Regions from separate parts of the Macaca mulatta genome. Here region 1 is linked to region 2. Evidence: chromatin contacts called from public Hi-C data. All regions are on one chromosome and are shown on one strand. The core of a region is the stretch at or near the end of the contact, and the rest is flanking DNA. Distances in the headings are between cores, read along the strand shown.

Region 1 (7,499 bases), core at 2,194-4,693, 270 kb before region 2:
AGTAGCTGGGACTACAGGCACATGCCACCATACCCAGCTAATTTTGGGATTTCACCTTGTTAGCCAGGGGTGGTCTCAATTTCCTGACGTCATGATCCACCTGCCTTGGCCTCCCAAAGTGCTGGGATTACAGGCATGAGCCACTACGACTGGCCCATGAACTTTATTTTCTGAGACAGAGTCTCACTCTGTCACCCGAGCTAGGGTATAGTGGTGCGATCTTGGCTTACTGCAACCTCTGCCTCCCGGGTAGCTGGGATTACAGGCATGTGCCATCACACCAAGCTAATTTTTTGTACTTTTAGTAGAGACGGGGTTTCACCATGTTGGCCAGGCTGGTCTCCAACTCCTGACCTCAGGTGATCTGCCCACCTTGGCTTCCCAAAGTGCTGGGATTACGGGTGTGAGCCACCACGCCCGGCCCTGCTCCATGAACTTTAAAAGTATGTCATCTAATGAATTCTCCTCTGGGGCTTGGAAAATAATAATCTCCTTATGGTTTCTGTTTCTTGAAACTTAACTGGACGATACAACTTCTTTTAATACACTTTGTCATTTTAATCACAAGACTTTATTTACAAATGAAACCTTGTAATTTGACACATCAAAAGAATCTAAGTTACTGTCATTAAATTTTTGCGATCATGAAAACCAGGAGCATAAAATGTATAGTTCCAATCTCACTTGAGATATTTACCTCAACAGCCTCCAACTTTGCTCTTCACGTACAAGTACACTTAAGGTATTAGGAATAGTATAAGTGTTGCATAGTTGCCACCCAACAAAGCATTTAGAATTCCTCAAGGTCCAAGATTCTTTCTTCATAACCTCCTTCCAAAGTGAATGTTAACTTGCATATCTATAGCCAGGGTTAGTCGACTATTCTCCTGGACTTATCTCAAAATGAATACACTCCCTGTCTGTTTTACATAATAGAGTGTGCCTCTAATGGGGAAGGGAGGGAGGCCTGATTAGATTCTTGAAATTCACCTTCATAAATACCTTTTTTTTTTTTTTTTTTTTTTTAAAGACAAGAGTCTTGCTCTGTTGCCCAGGCCCACAGTGCAATGGGGTGACCTCAGGTCACTGCAACCTCTGCCTCCCAGGTTCAGCCACTCGAGTAGCTAGGATTACAGGCATGTGCCACCACGCCTGACTCATTTTTGTATTATTAGTAGAGACAGGGTTTCGCCATGTTGGCCAACTTGAGTCCAGGGCTGGTCTCGAACTCCTGGCCTCAAGTGATCTGTCCGCTCCAGCCTCTTAAAGTGCTGGCATTGTAGACATGAGCCACCACACCTGGCCTACAAGTAAGTTTTAAGCAACATTAAATCAATTCCCTAAGCATTTGAGCTCCAACTATCTCCAAGACACTGATAATCTAGGAGGGAAGAGAGATTCCTGTACAATCACAGAGATAATGTAGAAGAACAAAGCTTTGGGGCAAGTTTGTCCTGCCTAGGAATTCAGTGGAGGCATTTTTTATTTCAAACAACACTGCAGGTAAATCCAGATGTGGACCAGTAGTGACGGATACTTTCTAACAAAACAGGACCTACAAAAAAGAGAATCTAAGAGGATCTACAGTGATGGGTTTAATCAACAAAAAGCTCATGAAGTTAGAGCTTAAATGAACCAGCTGAATTTCTGCTAAGACAGCATTACATGTCCCAGGCCACAAAATCTATTTCCTCTAACATGACAATAGCTAACATTTATTGGGCACTCACCATGTTTCAAGAGCTGTTTAACTGTGATATGCATGAAACTCCTGTAACTCTACCATAACAATCCTATGACATTAGTACTTTTCCCCATTTTATAGATGAGAAAACAGGCAGAGGTTTATTTTTCCAGGGTTGTACAGATACTGCTGAGTGCTACAGCTAAGATTTAAACCAAAGCAGTGTGGTTACAGGGACCATGATCTTTATCATTAGGTGAGACTTCCTAAGACATTTTGTGGTTACAGATGAAAGCCCTGGACATGCCCACTTTGGCTGTACAGGATGCATCCTTCAGAGTGGTGCTCTGTGCCACATTCCCCTATGTGCCACCAACAGTAATAAAATATAATAAAAACAATCACATAAGAAACACAGCACAGACAGAAGCAGACCTCTGCCCAGGTAACTTCCACTACAATTACCTTACCACAGACCTCTTTCTCATTTTGCTAAGATTAACAACTGATTTTTCAGTACTATGCCGACAACATTGCTTCTTCTCAAGCTTTGTTGTCAAATCCATTGAGTCCCACAGTTTAATTTTTAACCAATGTTGATTCACTGAGCTAGTAATTTTAATTCGGTAACAGGTAAATTACTCCATAGTTACATGTGAATAACTGCCTGGTTAAATCAGGGTGGGTTTCTTAGAGGTGATAATACTTACCGTTAAGCACAACTTTAGTCTTTAATTATTGTGTATGTTCCCATTTCACTCCAAACACATCAGTCCCCCTCCATACAGTATTTACTTCTTTGGTCCTAGGGACAACAAGAAACGTTTTATAATAAAAGAGGACATGCTAATGTGTTTACTAGATATGACACTGCTGTGCAAAACTGTTTTCTTTTAAGGCTGCACAGAAAACATGCTAACTTTACTGAATTCTTATTAAGTGTCCTAACTAACAGAAATAGAAACTAGGTCTGGCCTGAAAACACCATTCACTTAAGTCAGAATCTACGTGCGCTCCTCTAGGTCGGCTATTGTAGTATCATTGCAAAACAGTAACACTTTATCTCTGGACTTGTCTTTACTGGATTAATGTTAAATAGAAAAAAATCCGACTGCAGAGGGGAAAAAAACCTAAAACCTTAACATACATGCACATTAACAATGAATGAAACATGATTAAAGCTAACACATTAAGCAGAAAAATACAATCTCCAAACAAGCTCTGCGGCCCGCCTACTGAGATGCACCGGCCCCCCCACAAAACGAAAACGCGCCTCAAGCTCATACACATCCTTGTCTTAAGACGGTTATGCACTCGATGTACTACAAATTGTTTCCACGGAAATTATTCCCCGAAAGTTTGCTGCTAAACTCAGGACCCTAAGGACGTTTGCTTAGGGAATCCGTGTCCCTCGAGAACACCTAAGATGGGTATGCGTTTGTGCATTTAAAAATGCCTCAAGGAACTATTGCCGAGGAACAGAAAGCATCGCCGGCGCTTTGCGTTCGCGGACCACTTGGAGACAGATGCCAGTACAGCAATTCCGTTCCAGGAGGCTTCGACTTAAGAGGGCAGGGGAGGAGGAGAACGCTCGGGAAATAGGAAAACAAAGATTTTTTTTTTCCACTCCAGTGACAGCAAAGCCTTAAAAACATAAGCAGCTCTCATACCCACCCGCCTCACCAGCCGCGCCTCGCAGTTCAACAAAACGCGTCCTCGCCCTCGCCACTCGCGACCTCTATCGCGCAGCGCCAGGCAATGAGGGAAAACAGCCAGCGAGGCCCGCCCTCCGGTGCAAGGCTCGGCGTCCGCGGAGGCCCAGGGCCGTCCCCAGTACGGCGGGCAGAAGAGAGCGCGGCGGCGGAGCCCAGCTTCGGGCGGCGGACTGCGGGACGCGCGAGCCGGCGGGGCCCGAGGCCCGGGTTCCGGGGCCGCCCGCGACTGCGTTCTCGCCGCAGAACAAAAGCGCTCCGCGCCGCGCGCCGCGCGCCGGCCCCGGCCGTGAGCGCCTCTGGCTCCCGGCCCCCGCCCCGCCCGCACCCCGGAAGGCGAAGGAGGGACCTCGGGGTGCTCGCCTCACACTTACCGACAAGGGAAAAGGACCACCCCAGCAAGCAGGGGTAAAGCCGGCGGCCTCCCGGGCCCCAGAGTTTAAGTCAAGTGGGGTCCGCCTCCAGGGGCGGGTCGAGGAGCCAGGCCCAGGATCCAGGAACAGCTAGGCTCCGCCTCACGCCCGAGGCGGTGTCTACGAGGGCCGCGCCGCCGCGGTCCTAGTGCCACCCGAGAAGCCGCGGAACTGGCCAGCGGATCGCACCAGGGCTTGCAGAGCGCTTTCATCTGCCCGACGCGGAAATCTCCCGCAGCGATCTTCTACCTTTAACCAGCATCCGCAGCACCCAGAGGGCATGTTAAAGAGAGATTGAGAACCGCCAGCAAAACTACTGATTCAGTAGGTTTGGGGTGGGGGCTGAAAATGTGCATTTCTAACAAGTTCCTGAGACCCACTGTTGTTGCTGGCCTCAGGACCAATTTTTTCTATAAAGCGCATGGGAGTCAGAGTGCACCCAAGAGACTGTTAACCCTTAAAAAAAAGAAAATCAACAGCTTAGAGGCAAATAAGTGTGAAAGACAGTGGATAATCTATTTGGGGCTTCTGAAAGTCCCTGAGGAAAGTTGACTTTGGAGACCAGATCATGAAGCACGACCTCTTAATTGCCAACCTTTTGTTATAGATTAACTCCCTTATTTTCTTGTTCCCAGCTCAGACCAGATGGCATCTGAGATAAAATACGCCTTGAATAAGATAAATGACCCCTTGACTATTACATCCTTAATGTGGAATGTTAAATAGACCCTTCCCAAAAAGAAACACTGCCTAGAACCAATTAAATTGCTATACGTTAACCTTCTATGGAAAATGTTGACATCCTGTTAAGCTTCCCAGACCCTGCCTGTATAAACGACCCTCAGACTTCTCGCTTTCGAAGCACTGACCCCCATCTTTTGGAGTCTGTGGCCTATCAGGTCGCCATCCTCAAAATTTGCACTCAAACCAATATTTAATCATATTGCTCGAATCTCATTATTAAGGTTTACATAAGCGTTTACTTAGTAATGAAGGTTGCAACCAGGATAGCAAATCAGAGATTGTGCCACTGGAGAGGAGCAAGGGAGCTTATGTTTATAGGAATTTATTTGTTACATAAATTGTCAGATTATTTCATTGGTGGATTAAACGAAGAAGTCTTTAATCATTAGTAGAAGGGTGCATTTGCGTCTGTCAGAAACAAAACAAAAAAAACTATATACAGAATATTTTGTGTGTGTGTGTGTGTGTGTGACAGAGTCTCGCTCTGTCGCTCAGGCTGGAGTGCAGTGGCACAGTCTCGGCTCACTGCAAGCTCCGCCTCCCGGGTTGACGCCATTCTCCTGCCTCAGCCTCCCCAGTAGCTGGGACTACAGTAGCCCACCACCACGGCCAGCTAAATTTTTGTATTTTAGTAGAGACGGGGTTTCACCGTGTTAGCCAGGATGGTCTCATCCCTGACCTGGTGATCAGCCCGCCTCAGCCTTCCAAAGTGCTGGGATTACAGGCGTGAGCCACCGTGCCTGGCCAGAATATTCTTTTTTTTTTTTTTGAGAGGGAGTTTCGCTCTGTCACCCAGGCTGGAGTGCAGTGGCCGGATCTCAGCTCACTGCAAGCTCCGCCTCCCGGGTTTATGCCATTCTCCTGCCTCAGCCTCCCCAGTAGCTGGGACAGGTGCCCGCCACCTCGCCCGGCTAGTTTTTTGGTATTTTTTTTAGTAGAGACGGGGTTTCACCGTATTAGCCAGGATAGTCTCGATCTCCTGACCTCGTGATCCGCCCGTCTCGGCCTCCCAAAGTGCTGGGATTACAGGCTTGAGCCACCGCGCCCGGCCCAGAATATTCTTAAAGATTGGGGGTGGCCAGGCGCCGTGGCTCAGGCCTGTAATCCCAGCACTTTGTATCCCGTGCCTCCGTGTGAAGAGACCACCAAACAGGCTTTGTGTGAGCAACAAAGCTGTTTATTTCACCTGGATGCAGGTGGGCGGAGTTAGAAAACAGTCAGCAAAGGGTGGTGGGATTATCTTTAGTTCTTATACCTTTTGAGATAGGCGGTGAAGTTGGGAGCAATGCTTTGCAGGCAGCGGGTGGATCTCACAAAGTACATTCTCAAGGATGGGGAGAATTACAAAGAACCTTCTTAAGGGTGGGGAAGATTACAAAGTACTTTGATCAGTTAGGGTGGGGCAGAAACAAATCACAATGGTGGAATGTCATCAGTTAAGGCTATTTTCACTTCTTTTGTGGATCTTCAGTTGCTTCAGGCCATCTGGATGTATACTGCAGGTCACAGGGGATATGATGGCTTAGCTAGGTCTCAGAGGCCTGACAATTTGGGAGGCTGAAGCGGGTGAATCACTTGAAACCAGGAGTTTGAGACCAACCTGGCCAACATAGTGAAACCCTGTCTCTACTAAAAATACAAAAATTAGCCAGATGTAGTGGTGGGCGCCTGTAATTCTCATCTACTCCGGAGGCTGAGGCGGGAGAATTGCTTAAACCTATGAAGCAGAGGTTGCAGTGGCCATGATGTTATGCCCAGACCGTTTGTTCCCCAAAGAAGACCACCAGAGTCCAGAGTCAAAGCCAAGCGGCAAGGATCTTTTACTGCAAGTTCGAACTTGGTCCCTCCATTCCACAGCATACAAGAGGGCCCCGAACAATGCGAGTGCTTGCCTTTTTATAGCCTGATGTAACCAGGATATGTAAAGTTACAGAGGAACAAGGGAATTCTTTTGGTTACAGCACTATAATTGGTTAACACTATACATTTAGCATTTTTTATTGATTCCCGCTGTGTCCTTATCGGAGATTTCCCAGGTGTTGTTTTTCTAAAGTTGAGAGACATATGGAGGAATGTGTTTGTGCTGGGCTGAGGGAGTTGGGAGATACATGGAGGAATGTGTTTGTGCTGGGCTCAGGGAGTTGGGAGATATATGGAGGAATGTGTTTGTGCTGGGCTCAGGGAGTTGGGAGATATATGGAGGAATGTGTTTGTGCTGGGCTCAGGGAGTTGGGAGATATATGGAGGAATGTGCCTGGTTTCTTTCAATTGCACTCCAGTGTGGGCCACAGAGAGAGTCTGTCTCATGAAACAAAACAAACAAACAAACAAAAAAAGATTGGGGATTGGGCGTGATGGCTTATGCCTGTAATCCCAGCACTTTGGGGTGGATCACTTGAGTCCAGGAGTTTGAGACCAGCCTGGCCAACATGGTGAACCTCATCTCTACAAAAAATATACAAAAAACAAACAAAATTAGCCAGGAGTGGTGGCATGAGCCTGTAGTCTCAGCTACTTGGGAGGCTGAGATGGGGGAATCACTTGAACTTGGGAGGCAGAGGTTGCAATGAGTCAAGATTGAGCCATTGAACTCTAGCCTGGATGACAAAGTAAGAGCCTGTTGCAGAAAAACAATACTAATAATATTGAGACCAGCTTTCTTGGGTTGTGTGTTGAGAAAACGGTTGTGTTAGATATGAATTCTAAATTTCTGTTCAAAGAATCAATATGTCAGTATGTTCAGTTCTTTGCCTTCTACTTTTAAACTTCCTCGTAAAGCAACCTTTTTCGATCACCTGCTCCACCCTGACTCATTTCAGTCACCTGCTGCACCTTGACTCATTCTGATTACATGCCCCACCCTGACTCATTCCGATTTCCTGCACTGCCTTAACCATTTTTCTTGCCAAACCACTCACCCCATCACTCTCTTTAAATTAGCCCATC
Region 2 (6,810 bases), core at 812-3,311:
GCTAAAAGACAACAGAGAAAGATTTCTCCAAAGATACTGAGTTTCTCTGGGAATGAGCAAAAACAATTATAATCCAAGATGTACAGCTATGGCAAGCCACAGGTCTGGAGAAGGGAAGAGCAGGGGGAAGATTTTACTGGTAAAGTAGAGAAGTTCACATAAACGTCTTGGAAACAAAGTTGATTGGTTCCTGAGACTCAAATCAAGAAGTGTAGTTCGTTCATTATTGGAGGTGCTGCTGCTGGGCCAAACATCCTTTCGACAGTATCTTACCTGAACTGCTGCAGTTTTAAAAAATGTTTAGCAATAAATCTTGTCATAGAAATGTGTGCATATTTGCAAAACGAGCAAGTTGTGCAAAACATTAAATGCATGAAAGATGTGAAGAAATTGTGGGTTTTTTCGTTTATTTTTTAAAGTCCTTGCAGTTCTTCCTCTTTTTTTTTTTTTTTTTTTTTTTTTTTTTTTTTTTGAGACGGAGTCTTGCTGTCGCCCAGGCTGGAGTGCAGTGGCGCAATCTCGGTTCACTACAACCTCCGCCCCCCGGGTTCAAGCGATTCTCCTGCCTCAGCCTCCTCAGTAGCTGGGATTACAGGCGCCTGCCACCACATCCGGCTTTTTTGTTTTTCTGTATTTTTAGTAGAGGCGGGGGTTTCACCACATTGGCCAGGCTGGTCTCAAAACTCCCGACCTCGTGATCTGCTCACCTCGGCCTCCGAAAGTACTGAGATTACAGGTGTGAGCCACCGCGTCCGGCCTTGAGACAGTTCTTATCTGAGACATACGAGCATGAGTTCCCTTCCTTTATGGTCTCTGGACTCCAATTTGTCTGGGTCTGACAGTAGTTACTTCTCCTGGAATCTGCAACTTTCAGAGCACTTTATGGAAAAAGTCGCCCAACCCCTGCCCTACACTCACTCTTGATCACTCTCCAGTGTTGCCATCCCAAACTATTTGCAGACCACCCTTTTCTCTCTGATCTGTATCCCACCCCCCCAACCATGGGTGCTTCCATAGAACTAACCCCATCTAAGCATTTAACAGTTATTCTAATTACCCTTTTACTTGTCTGACCCAAGTGTTCACCACTCAATCCTTAGCACCCAGCACGATCCTTGGCCCTCGTTCAGCGCTTAATAAATGCATGTTGATAGAATGTGCAGCATCCTGAACAGGCGAACAGCAGTGGGTTCCAACTTTCAAGGAGCTTAAAAAAGGAACCCGGCATATAAACAACAGATTAATCTACAAGGAAGAATGGCGGGGCGGGTGCGGGAAGCACTAAAAAGCAGCAAATACTCTGCAGCAGAACCAAAGAGAAAATTCCACCTACAGGTGCCCTTTCTTCAGGAACCTTCCTAATGTGAATACAGGTTCCCTTCTCCTCCATGACGAAATTCTTAGTGCGGTTACTTGTTGGTACGCAGTGTCCTCATCTGTAAAATAAGACTAATGACGATTTCACAGGATTATAATGAATACAGTTAAGTATTGAACTAAGGCATAGAAAGCACGTAGCTCAGTGCACGCTTCCTAGAAAGTGCTCAGTAAACTCCGATCCTCTAAAACGCTCCGTTTGATGTTAATGGAGTCCGTATCCGAGCGGGTCTCCAGTGTGCATCGCCAAGGCTATGGCCCAGCATGCAACGTATCCTTTTAGTAAGAGCAGCGACTTCTCAGCTCTCCCTTCGCCACAGGAGAGTTCTCGGCTCGCGGCGTCGCAGCGGGGCTGAGCGCTGGGCTGAACTCCCGAGAAACCTCCTGCAGCTGCACTGGAGCAGACGCCGGACAGGTGAAAGAACTACAACTCCCGTCAGATTGCACCTGAACTTAGGGCCTCTTTATATTTTGTCACACCCAGCCTCCTCCGCGCAGCCCTCAGTGGCTCCGCCCCAAGGGGAGATCTCTTCTTTCCTTGTGGAGTCCGAAGCGTGGCCACGCCCCGGTCACCGGAAAAATCCGTGTGACGTCACAAAAACCTACGCGTCGCGCGGTGGGCGGGAGTTGGCGGACGGTCCCTGGCTGCGTTCTGGAGGCCCTGGGACCGCGGAAGAGGGTTCAGACGCTGCAGCGATGCCTCGCCCACGGCGGGTCAGTCAGCTCCTGGATCTGTGAGTCTACCCTGTTCCGGCTCCCTTCGCGCCGCCCCAGCACCTCCTCCAAACGGCCAGGCCCTGCGCTGATCCTCCCCGCCCCTTTCCCACCCCCCCGACCTCTGAAGAGGCCCCGCGTGTGTTTCTGTCCCTGGGTTCCTGATCTATCGTTTCCTGGCTGAGGACAGTTGTGCAAAGTGGGTCTCTTGGCGGGTTTGCCCCTCCGAGACTCCGCTGCGCGTTCAGTGTCCATTCCTCAGTCAGCCTTGACAGCTCGGCGTCCCGGCTCTTCCTGGCAGTGGCCTCTCTCTTAGCAGCTAAAAACCTTGGTAGAAAAAAACACAACACTAGATGAGGTTCTCAAAAGCTTCTAGCAGAATTCCACCCCTGTAACTGGAATAAACATTGATACACCCTGGGATAAACGTAGCACAGTGATTAAGAGCACAGATCCCTGGCTGAGATTGCTGGGTTCAGCCCCCGGCTCTGCCATTCACCAGCCACGTGACCATGGACGGGTAACGTAACCTCTCCCTGTGCCTAAGTTCTTTATCTATAAAATTTTTGTGATAATAGCACCCTTCTCACGGAGTTGTTCTGAGGGATAAATTTAACACATGTAAAACCCTTATAAGGATGCCCAGCAAATAATAAACACCATTAAATGTTATTATTATTTCCTGCCAGAAATTGTACAGAAATTACAAGGGCAATTGCGTCTCTCCAGGAGCTTTCAGTCCTGTTAATATTGCCATGTAAAAAATAGACATCTTAAGGATAAGGAAAACAAGCTCCTTAATCTACTGAAGGCTTTCTAAAACAATGGCATCTGAGATTTTACATTAAACTCAGGAGGCCGAGGTAGGATAATTGCTCGAGCTCAGGAGTTCGAGACCAGCTTGGGCAATGTGGCAAAACCCCGCCTCTACTGAAGATAAAAAAACCTATCTGGGCACGGTGGTTCACGACTGTAATCCCAGCACTTTGGGAGGCCGAGGCACTTGAAATCAGGAGAGTTGGAGACCAGCCTAGCCAACATGGCAAAACCGCGGCGTCTACTAAAAATACAAAAATTAGCCAGGAGTAGTGGTGGCGCCGGTAGTCCCAGCTATTCCGGAGGCTGAGGCAGGAGAATTGCCTGAACCCGGGAGGCAGAGGTTGCAGTGAGCTGAGATCGCGCCATTGCACTCCAGCCTGGGCGACAGAGCAAGACTGTCTCAAAAAAATAAAATAAGTAACTATCATATATGTAGAATAATATCACAAGCGGGAGAGTAACAAACTTGATATTTCTAATAAGGAAAAGAATAGAAGAAAGCTTTGTAAAGGGGGTTATTATTTTGAAGATCTGACAGTTGCAAAACAAATAGGAGGAAGTGCATCCAAGAGAGTGAAATAAAGAGTAAAGGTTTGACAGGCAGGAAAGGAAGAAATATGAGAGAAGACCAGAAAGTAGCGCTCCAATGTTAATGGAAGATACAATATGAATAGCATAGCAGTGAGACATAAAGCCAAGTCATTGGGAATAGAATCTTAGGGACCAGGATGAAATAAAAGCATTTCCTGTTTTAGTCATGGGGAGCTATCAAAGGTTTTAGAACTGTGCTGTGAGCAGAGATTTGAATTAGGCAGAAGTTGGAAACAGGGAGACACTTAGGAGACTTACAAAATCTTAAGAAGTGGAGAGCCCAAACCAGGAGACGTGAAGATGTTCTTTGCAGAATTGTTTCTGGTGGCATGGAGGTGGAATGGGAGAGGTACCACGGAATATTATGCAGCTGTTAGAAAAGCAGAGGGTAGGCCAGGCATGGTGGCTCACACCTGTAATCCCAACACTTTGGGAGGCTGAGGAGGGTGGATTGCTTGAGACCAGGAGATCGAGACCAGCCTAGGTAACATGGCAAAACCATGTCTCTACCAAAAGTAAAAAGCCAATCTCATAACCTGGTCTCAAAATAAATAAATAAAAATTAAATTTAAAAAATGAAAGAAAAGCAAAGGGTAGATTCACATGGATGGTACTTTAAAACACAGTGCTTAGTGAAAAAAGAGGAAACAGACTAACAATGTTAATAAAAATTCTTCGGAACTTGGAGGTAAGACAAAGGGATGAGCACGTGATCTTCATTGTCATGTTAGAGTGTGGTCCCTGTGTAAAGGTCCATATTTGCCCCTAGAACCTAATTTTGTACCCTTCTGGGACAAGGTACAATCTGAGACTGGCAGTTGATCAGCAAGCTATTTCTGGTTTGTAACAAAGAAGCTTGAGCCAGACTAGTAATTAACTGTGTCACTAAGCACACTATTTAGTCCAGCTGATGAGGCTTTCTCCATGAAGGAGCCGGGGCTTGGTTTATGTTCTTACATAAACTCCTTGTCTCCTCACTGACCAGCACTTTAACACTGCCTTAGAGAATCCTTTGGATCTGAGACATGAATAGTTTTGAATAGAGGGACCATTCAACTCTTAGCTGGGCGCCATGGCTCATGCCTGTAATCCCAGCACTTTGGGAGGCCAAGGCAGGTGGATCATCTGAGGTCATGAGTTCGAGACCAGCCCGACCAACATGGAGAAACCCTGTCTCTACTAAAAATACAAAATTAGCTGGGCGTGGTGGCGCATGCCTGTAATCCCAGCTCCTCCGGAGGCTGAGGCGGGAGAATCACTTGAACCCCGGAGGCAGAGGTTGTGGTGAGCCGAGATTGCGCCACTGCACTCCAGTTTGGGCAACAAGAGCCAAACTCTGTCTCAAAAAAAAAAAAGAAATTACTCTGTTAGTTTTTAGCTTCATTGACAGGTAGAGTGGTGATTAGACTATTACGGAGAAAGAAGTGTCTTATGGGGAAAATGAATCAGAATATCCAGTAGAAATATCAAGCAGGCAGTTAGAATATAATTTTGAATCTGAAAGAGAGATCAAGGATTAGGCTGGGCGCAGTGGCTCATGCCTGTAATCCCAGCACTTTGGGAGGCCAAGGCAGGCAAATCACTTGAGCTCAGGAGTTCGAGACCAGCCTGGCCAACATGGTGAAACCCTGTCTCTACCAAAAATGCAAAAAAAAATTAACCAGGCATGGCAGTGCACACCTGTATTCCCAGTTACTTGGGAGGCTGAGGCAGGAGACTTGCTTGAAACCGGGAGGCAGAGGCTGCAGTGAGCCAAGATGGTGCTACTGCACTCCAGCCTGGGCAACAGAGTGAGACTGTCTCTAAATAAATAAATAAAATGAAGAGAGGTCAAGGATTGTAACTAAGATTGGGGATAAAACTTTGTAGATGATAGGAAGCCATGGTTAAGTTTAAGAGAGGGGCTATAGAGAGAAAAAAAGAAAGTCAAGGACAAAATTTTATGTAACACTTAACATTAGAACCAGCCCATGTTGCCAAAACTCTTTTATTTGTTAGATCAAGTCGCCATATGATGAATTGACCAAATAGTAATAGGTTGTTTCTTTTAAGTATAAAATATGGAGCAACTAATATTGTATGGGATATCCGCCCGTCTCCCTAATTGTTTTACAGCTTTTAAAGATTTTAAGTTTTAGCTGACTTCTTTTCATTTTGTCTTGAGAAATGAGACTGCCTGTGCCAACTGTTGGGCCTGAGAATCAACAACACTTATGTCAACATAACTTTCTGCTCTAGGAAATTTTTGCAAATCAGTTTATCTAAATAAACAGCTATCAGGACACACATTTTGATTTTTAGGACAAACAGTATGTTTATCTGTACAGATTGCTCAAGGCTGGCTTCTTGTGTCCATCAGTTTTAAACTACTAAGTCACAAACTTTGCCTAATCCTTACCCATTCGGGGGAGAAACACCCACTTAAACTGGTGGAGTTTGTATCCCAGAACCCTATGTATACTCCTGCCTAACTTTCCCCTGTTGAAATGCTACCCAAACCCTGTCAAGGTGATCTCCATTGCTGTAGTAAATTTGGTGTATGATTTGACGAATTTAATAAATCTGTTTGACCAGCAGGGTTTCTGGATGGGCTTTATGGCCATTTAATAGTCCTCCCAGAATTTTAAAATCTGTTTGATTTGTTTCTGTCCCAACTCCCTGCTATTGCAGCTGGAGGGAACTGGAGCAGAAAGAGGAAACCATTTACTTTGGGAAATACATGGTACAGCCTCTGCACTGCTGAGCTCCAAGAAGAGCATACTAAAGGGCTAAGATGAAAAAGACTGAGAGGAAAAAGGTGGTGGTGGAGGGCAGAGAGCTATGTTGTGGGAAAAAGGTAATATATTGAAATATACCTGAAATCTGCATAAAGCAAAATATAGTAGTCTCTCCTTATCTGCTGTTTTGTTTCAGCAGTTTCAGGTACCATGAAACTGCCAACCATGGTAAAAAATATATATATGTTAAATGGAAAATTCTGGAAAGAAACAATTCATAAATTTTCAATTGTGCACCATTCTGAATAGCAAGATGAAATCTCACACCATCCTGCCCTGTCTGCGAGGATGTGAATTCTGCCTTTGTTCAGTATATCCATGCTGTCCATGCTGTTCATTTAGTAGCCTTCTTGGTTATCAGAGCTATTGTCGCAGGGCTATTGCATTCACATAACCCTGATATTACTTAATAATTGCACCAGAGCACAAGAGTACTGATGTACATGTATTTTTTTATTTTTCCACCCAATCCCTATAGATACTGTTATAACTCTTCTATTTTATTATTGTTGTTGTTCATCTCTTACTGTGC

The links. Hi-C and Micro-C count contacts between places; a contact is called where the count stands out from the background.
Region 1: a Hi-C map of liver shows a contact between it and region 2, with 2.7 times the contacts expected there. The contact joins the promoter of LOC144332817 here to the promoter of AMN1 in region 2. A contact is called at or near these places in 5 of 14 Hi-C or Micro-C datasets (CD4 T cells, blood, fetal cortex germinal zone and 2 more).

Annotation. Positions count from the first base shown.
Region 1 is chr11:34,167,996-34,175,494 of T2T-MMU8v2.0, reverse strand. It overlaps LOC144332817, which reads left to right and starts at 3,443. Exons shown (of 2, transcript XM_077953836.1): 1 at 3,443-4,133. The coding sequence starts at 3,443. The coding sequence ends at 3,808. It overlaps RESF1 (retroelement silencing factor 1), which reads right to left and starts at 3,846. Exons shown (of 6, transcript XR_013400957.1): 1 at 3,771-3,846; 2 at 2,395-2,489.
Region 2 is chr11:33,899,442-33,906,251 of T2T-MMU8v2.0, reverse strand. AMN1 (antagonist of mitotic exit network 1 homolog) reads left to right here and starts at 2,061. Exons shown (of 10, transcript XR_013400950.1): 1 at 2,061-2,111. It also overlaps a transcript of ETFBKMT not described here.